Regions from separate parts of the Gossypium hirsutum genome. Here region 2 is linked to region 1. Evidence: chromatin contacts called from public Hi-C data. All regions are on one chromosome and are shown on one strand. Each heading gives the region's core, a stretch centred on a gene start, on an enhancer-like site or on the middle of the called end of the contact. The rest is flanking DNA. Distances are from core to core; before and after follow the strand shown. Region 1 has its middle 11 kb from the start of LOC107960388. Region 2 holds the start of LOC107960383 (PHD finger protein EHD3).

Evidence for each region. Hi-C and Micro-C count contacts between places; a contact is called where the count stands out from the background.
Region 2: a Hi-C map of seedling shows a contact between it and region 1, with 3 times the contacts expected there. The contact joins the promoter of LOC107960383 here to the enhancer-like site in region 1. A contact is called at or near these places in 15 of 34 Hi-C or Micro-C datasets (anther, callus, hypocotyl and 3 more).

Annotation. Positions count from the first base shown.
Region 1 is chrA05:24,772,590-24,777,317 of Gossypium_hirsutum_v2.1, forward strand. It overlaps the pseudogene LOC107960387. Among protein-coding and RNA genes, the nearest start is that of LOC107960388, 11 kb to the left of the region's middle. Within about 2 kb of position 1,727, at least 6 of the 9 cell types and tissues checked have an H3K27ac peak or open chromatin away from gene starts, as enhancers often do.
Region 2 is chrA05:24,829,693-24,834,528 of Gossypium_hirsutum_v2.1, forward strand. LOC107960383 (PHD finger protein EHD3) reads left to right here and starts at 1,398. Exons shown (of 7, transcript XM_016896719.2): 1 at 1,398-1,568; 2 at 1,990-2,248; 3 at 2,848-3,036; 4 at 3,147-3,479. The coding sequence starts at 2,018.

The DNA of each region.
Region 1 (4,728 bases), core at 477-2,976:
GCCGTAGCAACTCCTCTATCCAACCTTTCTTGAATATTTGTTTCTGGCAAATTGACTGTTTCCCACGTAAACCAATTACCAAAATACCCGATGTCAATCAATTGGCAAACTTCCAAAAGATGTCTAAATGACTCCATTCTTACCTCGTCTCTTGGTAAGCCTCTCTTCTTTTCAAAACCATACATAATCTCATTAAAATCCCCACATACAAACCAAGGAATATCCTCACTAGTAACCAATCTTTTCAACTCCCCCTAAGCTTCATTCCTATCTTGTGTATAGGGAGACCCATAAAACCCCGTAAATCTCCATTTCTCCTTAGTATCACAGTCCTTGACAAACACATCAATGTGCCGCTTAGAAAACGTTCTAAGTGTAATGTTAACGCCTATTTTCCAAGCCAAACATAAACCTCCTCTAGTACCTTCAGCATCGACCTCAACACCATTTTGAAAACCATAACTTCGTCTTACTCGTTCCATTTGTTTTCCACAGAGTTTCGTCTCCATAAATAAGACTAATTGGGGAATATGTAACTTCAGCGTGTGCCGAAGTCGTCGAATCGTTCATGGCCTCCCCAAACCACGAACATTCCAGCTCAAAATTTTTATTGTAACCGATCGACTTACCTCATGGCAGCCGCCAATAATCCATTGTCAGAACCCATCCCTTTTTTGGTCCTTGGTGGTAGAGTAGCATACCCTTCCTTGCTAGATGATTCTTCTACCGTACCTCTAGTTCTCTTTTTTCCTTATTCACCAAAGATAACCCCCTCCTCTAGGTCATGCTCCATGGCAGTTTGCGAGTGATTCACCTCCATATTCCTCTTAGATTTACCAAACGATGATATCTTCCCTTTTAAGTTAAAGCCCAGAGTTGGATCAATGTTTGACCCACGTCCTTCAGCAGATTCCTCTGTCCATATTCGGTTCCTCAAAGCTTGATTTCCATTCCATTGATCCTCATTTTTCCCTTCGCCTTCCTCCCTTAGCCATATGCTGGTCATTGATAATGCTCTGCGAGATTGGGCTCTCAGTGATAATCCCAACCGAACTCAGCAACCTCCACTCCCATAACATTTTAGCGTCGCAAAAAGAATTATTATGTCCCAACTGTCCACAATAAAAACAGAAAAGGGATAGTCGTTCATATTTGAACCTAACATAGGAGCAGCTTCCATTATACATGACCTTTTTTTTCCTCTTTAGCGGACGTTAATTCTCATGTGATTACGTTTTTCTTTCCCTATACCTGATGCATCATATTCTACGAAGTTTTCTAGAAAATTTCCCATCTGAACTGCCAAGTTTTCAGAGAATAATCCAATCGGGACATCGTGAATTTGAATCCAAAATGGGGAATTTATTAATGGAACTCTTAATGGATCCTCCCTTTTTTGTAGATGATATAAAATCAGCAAGTGATTATTAAAAGTCCAGGGTGACTCTTTTAAAACTCTCTCCAAATCCATTATGTGTAAAAACTGAAATAAATACCTTTTTTCTCCCAAATCCCTAATTTGAACTCCCTGTACTGGGTGCCACAGATTAGCCATCGTACTCTTCATGGCTGGAAAATGAATTAAGCTAGCTATTAAAAAATAACCTACCAGTTGGAACTCTTCATTCCCAGTTATTGATCTGTTGGTATCTGCAAAATTCCATCTTCCTCTTCATTAAGAGAAAGAATCGCTAATTCATTCTCCATCTCTGCAGGACACGAAGCCTAATCATAAGAATAAACCCTCAGCGTTTTGTAGATTGACGTCGCACTGAGATCGCTGGGTAGAACAAGACAAAAAACAATAAAGAACCCAAAACCTAAAGACTTCTACTAGAGGCGGCAGACGGACAACGTGCTAGGGTAGCAGACAGTAATCTGATATTTATTAATGAATTTACACCTTAATTTTTTTTAAATAGTTAAAACAAATTAAAATTAATTGCAAAAAAAAAATACTAAAAATTCTCTAAATAACAAATGATCAAATATCAATTTATTTTCTTCAATCTGAGAATACTTTCTTCTTCAAATATTTCCTTACAAAAGTAAACACCATATGGTCATAAGTTAAGAATCCAGACCGGCTACTTAGTTGAAAATGTAAATTAATTTTTTTAAAAAATATATTTAAAAATAAATTCAAAATAATATATTTAGCTTTTAGTTGCTTCTCCATATTCTAATTATAAATAAAATAAAACTTACTTTCTAATTACTATTAGAATTTAAAATATATGAAAACTTATATTCATCTTAACAAATATCCACTACTCATAACAATATTTACTGTGATCAAACATTACACTCTCATATTAGCATATTACGTCCCTTTTGGACAGTTTTTACGTAAAATTCTTCTCTCCCTTTCTTTAATCTTCATATTTTATTCGAAAACTACAATTCCGGCTACAATGGCTTCCGCGACGGCCGATTCTTCGGCGAAGATTCTCTCCGACCTCAACGTCAACGCCGGAGATTGGCCTCCTAATCTCGTCAAGAATCTTCACCTCCTTCATCCGGATCAGGTTTAGCATTACCTAGATTCAAGTTTTTTTTTTTTGTAAAAAATTATTAGTATGTATATATATACGCACTAGTGTAAGTATACTGTGTTTTGTTTTTTTGGCAGATAGAGTTGGCGAAGATGTTGTTAGTTTTGAGGCAGAGCCATTTGTTTCAGCATTGGCCGGAGCCTGGCGTCGAGGATAAACGAAAGAAAGCCTTTTTCGCTCAGGTCTCTGTTTATTATTTTAAAACCATGGAACTCTACAGTGTTCTAATGTGATCAACCTTTTTAAAAAAGAAAATAGCGAAGTTGGAGATTTATTTATCTTTGCTAAATTCAGTTAAATTATGGATGAAAAGAAAACTTAAGGGCATGAAAGGAGTGTTTTTTTAAAGAGAAAAATCCATTTCCTCTGTTGTTTTTGATAGGATATGGTTGATTGTGTTTCAGTGATTTTAATACTATATATCATAGAGCTTAGTATTGAACCTTTTTTCGTTTAGGTTGCTAAGCTCAATTCATGCTATCCTGGGGGTTTGGCATCCTATGTTAAAAATGCTAAGGAGCTCTTAGCGGACTCAAAAGAAGGGAAGAACCCATATGATGGCTTTACACCTTCGGTAAGGAATTTGGTCTTTCACTTTATAACTTTAATTTATTATTCACATTTTTAAATTGTACTAAGTTACATGATTCATATTAATGTAAATTGAATTGGAATTAAGTTTTCTGTACCCTGAGTCACATTCTTTCCAGTTTTCTCTGCAACTTTGTCTTAAATACAGTGAATTTATTTTGCAGGTTCCAACCGGAGATAAAGTTCTTTCTTTTGGTGATGATAATTTCATCAGATTTGAGGAGGCTGGTATCAAAGAAGCCCAAGATGCAGCATTTGTTCTTGTTGCAGGTGGCCTTGGTGAACGTCTTGGATATAATGGAATTAAGGTAGATAACCTATAGACTTGCAGTTGATATTTTTATCCTGTTAATTTCAATTATTTGGTTTCATAAGAGCTACACAAGTCTAAAAAGTTAAAATATGTTTGATAGATACTTTTGTGTTAAGTATTGGTTCCCATGGATCATGCTTTTTTGCGTTAGAGAGATATTGGATTGATGCTTCTTTCCATTTTTTAAGGATGGTTATCATATTTTATGTACCTGTTCAAACGTCAAGGAGCTAAATATTTGACTAGATACCTTGTACACCTTGTAGGTAGCACTTCCAGCAGAGACCACAACAGGAACATGTTTCTTACAACTCTACATTGAGTCTATTCTGGCTCTTCAGGAAGCTAGCAGTAGGCTTTCACAAGGTTTGTGTGGCTTCTCATTATTTTAGGAGGCATTACACTTCCAATATCCATTTTATAAAATTTGCTCCTCCACGTGATGAAGAAGGGCCAAGAGGTATTGTTCTTCTGTGTTATGAATGGAAGAAGCGATGGGAGATTACTGAGCGTTAAATAGGCCATTCTTTACATGGGAAATGTTTAATAGAATGAACAAGTCGAAAAGAGCTCCAAAAGTACACTATAATGAGGTTCCATAGAATCAACCTCTTACAATAGTTCCTAGGGATAAGAAAGGCACAACAGATATCTGTTTAAAGTTATAGTTTATGTAATGAGCTAGGTGCAATTGTCTAAGTCACCTGAGCCTAATAAATACTTTGTAAACAACCTCTCTGGTCTAGAAAGTAGTGTTGCGTCATAGACATCACATTTTCCTACGAAAAAAAATAGTCCAACCTCCGACCATTTAGAAAAATATTCCACTGTTTATTGCATCGTACAGCTTGTTAGTTCTCTTTATCTCTTAAGTTTGTTTCTCTTTCCCTCTTCTCTCAATTTTTAGGCACATGTCAAAAGGAGATTCCTTTTGTTATCATGACTTCGGATGACTCATACAGCCGTACTATGAACCTTTTAGAATCAAATTCTTATTTTGGGATGAAACCTACTCAAGTTAAACTTCTTAAGCAGGTATGTAATCACTTCTTATGTGTTCTTTTTGAGAGCTTTTGTTTAGTTCTTTTACATGAAGTGTCATATCATCAGGAGAAAGTTGCTTGCTTAGATGATAATGATGCTAGGCTTGCTTTGGACCCTCATGACAAATACAAAATTCAGGTAATCATCATAATGCAGTATATAAAAGCAACATAAAACTGAGAGGTCCTTTTCCTTAAGTGTTTTCTGGTTTTGTCTTGTCAGACA
Region 2 (4,836 bases), core at 148-2,647, 57 kb after region 1:
GCTATTGGTGGATAGACTCTGTTAACTTGGAAGCATTATGTTGTTGCTACATTTTGAACAAACTAATGTATTAGTATTTTAGTACTTTTTTTTGCCTATAGGGAATTAAAGAAAACAATGTTAAATAACTAATGTATTAGTATTAGTATTAGTATTAGTATTAGTATTAGTATTAGTATTTTAGTATTTTGATTTTGATTTTGATTTTGATTTTGACAACAGAAAAGATGAGAGAACATTTTAGCTATGTCAATTTAAGTAATTAATTTGTATTTTTCAAATCATAACAGAAATATTATCTTTATTATATATATTTTTTTTGGGTTTTCAGTCCATCTATTATAAAATAGAACATGGATGGTATTGTGTGGGTTCAATCCTGGATGGGTACTTTGAGGGGGCTTCTATTATTAAATTTTTGGTTTTAAGTAAAATAATCGGTCTTGAGATATTTGCTAATGCTGTTTTTTTTTAAATTCTAATGGCAAATGCTGCTTTTTAACCCTAAAAGAATGCTCTTTTCCAAGTTTTATAATTATTATTTTTATATATTTTAATTGAGAATTTTTATTTTTTACAATTTTTAAACTTGTATTTTTTTTAACCTTAGGAAAAAATTAATAAAAAACCTTTTTATGATACATCTATTATTGATTTATAAAGGCTTGGGTATGTGTATATATAAAAATAATATCGTCACAGAAAGGAAATTATATTGGATGGTAATTCTCTGTGATCTTTATGTAGAAAATGAAATAAATAGTATATATAAATAATAATAACTACTCCATTTGGGGTCCGACCCACAAGTTGACTACATAGGATTTTTCTTTTCTTCTTGGTTTGTTGACCTCTTTTCGGGTTTTCGGTCATTTGAGCAACCGACACCTGTCAGTTTTTCCTTACTGGCAACCTCAACCAACCAGTTCCAGATCCGACCCAACTAAGCAAAGGTCTAACTTTGTCCCAGTCCCTGTACTTTCTGAATTCCTGAAATTTAATCCGTTTACTTTTTCTTTAAAAGAATACTTATGCTTGTAATTCTTAGAATTTAGTTTCTCTACTTGTTTGATTTAAAAATTAAAGTCTAGTTAATAAATTTATCAATTAAAATTGGTTAACTTTGAATATATATTCAATTGATTTTTAAATTTTAAATCAAGCATTTGAATATTAAAATATCACATGTTCAAATTTAATAAAATTTTATTAATAGTGGTATCAATTGATTTCAACTTTAATTTTTTAAATAAGATAAGTGCATAGATTAAATTTTTGGAATTAAAAATTGAAAGATTAAATTTTAAAAATACAGAGAGTACAAGGACTTCAGATAGAATTAAACCCTAAAAAGAATACAAAGAAAAATGCCAAAACAAAAGTAAACTCAAACACAATTTACACACTGCTGTAGTTACTATTTTCATTTCTTTTTTCTTGAGAAAAAAAATACACGGATAAGACGGGGAAGCTGCACAGCAAAGCCGAAGTTTCTCACGGAAAATAATAGTAAAACAATTTTCCAATTTTTTAGGGTTTCAATTTCGGGCCTAATATTTTCAACTCAGGTAAACCTTCCTCCTTCTTTACTATTTTTTTCTTGTTATTTGGTGTTTGGTACTCAAGGAAATGCAGGAGGGAAAAAAGACGGAGAATAATGAAGTTGTATATTAATTTGATTTATTGTTTTTAATTTTCAAATGATCCTTAGTGAAGTTCATTTGAATTACTTAGCTTAGTTTGGATGATTTCTTTTATCGTTTTTTGGTTAAGCTAGGGGATGATATATTTAGACTTCAATTTTCTTTTTGGATATTCCCTTTATTTTCTGTATGCCTAAAGTTTTTTTTTTTACTGAATTTGCTTGTTTTTTCGTCTAATCTGATGATTTTTGAAGTGCTTATGTTATAATTTAATGTGAATTTGGAAGATAATGTTGGTTTATTACAGAGATATCCTAACTCTGTGGTGATATGCTTGGAAAACTAGGGTTTTGTTCTGTTTTGTGAAGGTGGAGATGGGTGTTGAAGAGGGGACAATCAACAGTGAAGGAGCAGAGATTGGGGAGGAGATTAAGTGCTTCAAGATTGAACCAGTGAATAATGGTTTTGGTTCTGAATTTGCAAATGATTCTGGTGATGGGAGTTCTGGGGCAAGTGAGAGTTTACGAACATATAAGAGGCGGAGACAGTTAAGGTCAAGTTCAAATACTGAAGTGCAAGATGGTGGGAAAGCTTCTATAGACCAGGTAGATTTCGATTAATGTGTTTCCATATGTATGTTAGAAGTTATAGACGCTAAGTATTTTTCTTTCTTGTACTATTTAAATGTTGAGATAGGCATATTCTGATTCTGTTCTCCAATTCTTGTTACAACATTTGTTTTTCCTTTAGTTAAAGAGCTTTCTTATTTTAGATTTGGATTATGGATTGAAAAATATTAACTTGTTTGCAATTAGATGGAAAGCTCTGCCTGGAGACTATCCTATGAGTATGAGCAGAAGGTGTGACTGGGTCGTTGGGTACATAAAATACAATTTCAAGAAACTGTGTTAAGTCCAAAACTGGTGTGCATAATATGAGATAAATATGTGAGTTTTTGATGTCTAGAAATATAATTAATAGCTGTTAGTTACTCTTTCTCTTTGTGGGAAATTTGTAGTTATATCATTTATTTGATTGCACTAGTGAAACATGCAATATTGTCTTTCTTTCCTTTTTTTAATATGAGTACCTGAGTATTCTATTTGGGCTGACATGTTGTGGTCTTTGTTATTCTTTTGTCCTAAGAACAGTTGGTTTGTTTGATATGTTTAACATGCTAAGCGATTCTAATTTTTGTGAGCAGGTCACTCTTCCTTTTACAGATCATTGTGCTTCTTTAAATGATTCCAATTATCGTCTACAAAGGAAGTGGAGAAATGTTGTATTGGAGAACATGCATCAGTTTTTAAGTGGTGATGAAGGTGGTATACGACGTTGCATTCAAGATGCACTTGTATTTCATCAAGAAAATGATTGTAATGTGACAGTTAAGGTTTGTGCTGTTATCTGAACTCCATATGGTCTATGACGTTTCCAGTGGTATTTTTCTTGTTGGTTTCCTTCATAATATATTTGAAAAGTTGTTTTATGATTCTTTCATAGGATTCTGATACTTGTCATGAAGATAAACAGAACTGCTCTCCACAAGCCGGGCAGATTCCTAATGGAAATCAGCATACTGCTGAGGAGCTGGAGGGTGTTATATCTAATGGGTCTTATAAGGAATTAAATCCTAAAACTACCACTGAGAGGTGTCAACGTGTTTTCTTTGATGTTATAATTTCAGAAAAGTTCACATCTTTGTGTAAGCTTCTGTTAAAGAATTTCCAAGGGATTAAGCTTGACAATCTTTTTCACTTAAGTCTAATAAACTCAAGGATGAAAGAGGGAGAGTATGAGCAATCACCTATGCTTTTCACATCAGATATTCAGGAGGTAATCTATTTAACCATTTTTATTTGTATGCATTGCTTGAATGGAGTTGTTTAGTTAAAAGGTAAAATGTTTGGCTTTTTCTTTACCCCTAAAAACCAAGATGTTGATAAGTGAAACAGCTTCATGCTATATGTGTGTGTGTGTCTGCGTTCTTTAAAACAATTGAAGAGTTCAGAATTTAGTTTATTTTCAATGGCAGTGATTGTTAAAAGGTCACAAGAATGAACAAAGGAACACTTATAAATAGGGGAGTTACTCTTTGTCAACAGCTTGAATTTAAAGAAGTTCCCATCTAACTCATAGTTAATTATGTGTTGTGAGAATTAGGGTCATTGTGAGACTTCAGATAAATTCTTTGCCAATATTCGATGAAGAGAGGTTTGATGTGAAACTTCAAATCAATTCTTCTCTTCATCTTTGGCATATTTGCAATGATTCAAGAATCTGTTGTTTACTGATATAGGCTTTTACTAATTCTGTCCAGATTGAAGTCTCAATGTAAGGGACCTTTTAATTTCTTGAAGGTACTCTGTTTATAATTGTAAGTGCATTGATAATGAGCCTTTCCTTTTTACTTCAGGCAAAGTTAGAGTGATCGGAAGCATTTTAACGTTGTTTTCCATAGAGTTTACCCACAAGCTATTTCTTTTTCACAGAGAAGGCCAATGTTCCACCTTAAAAGGGCTAGTTTTCTTTTGTATAAAGCAGCTACTAAACTAATCTAGTATAACATAACCCAGTATGCCTACTAGTAAAACGACAGTTCAGCTTCTTAGGACTTTGGTGTATTTGATTTCTTCTTTCCTGTATACGACTTAAGTGTTTAGGAGTCTGTTTGATGATTAATGATAGGGAAGAGTTACTGTTGAATTGGGGTGCCTTGCTTATCACTAGAACATGGCTTAATGGCTGGTTCAATCGCTAATTGCTCCACAAAGTGTTCAAATCTGATTTGTTCCTACAACTTGAATCAATTGCTCTTGTGCAGTTAAATGCCTGCCTTTAGTTTCATTCATCTAACTGTGCTGATTGATGGTCACAAGAACTTGGCTGAAGGATTAAACCCTCTGTATTGCAAGTCATGTCGACTGCTTAGAGTTAGAAAAGGAGGTTGTAATAAGTAGAAGGCTTAAAATTGTTTATTATCATTGCAAGTCATGTTGACTGCTTAGAGTTAGAAAAGGAGGTAGTAATAAGTAGAAGGCTTAGAATTGTTTATTATCTCCCTAAAAGAAAGTCAATTGTTCTTAATTCTAGTTCTCTGCATAAAGAGTAATTATTTATCCTTGATTATCAGCCTTTTTTCAAACTTGTTTCTCGTTGATCGTGTTTGTGCATACATGGTGTTATTCCTTTT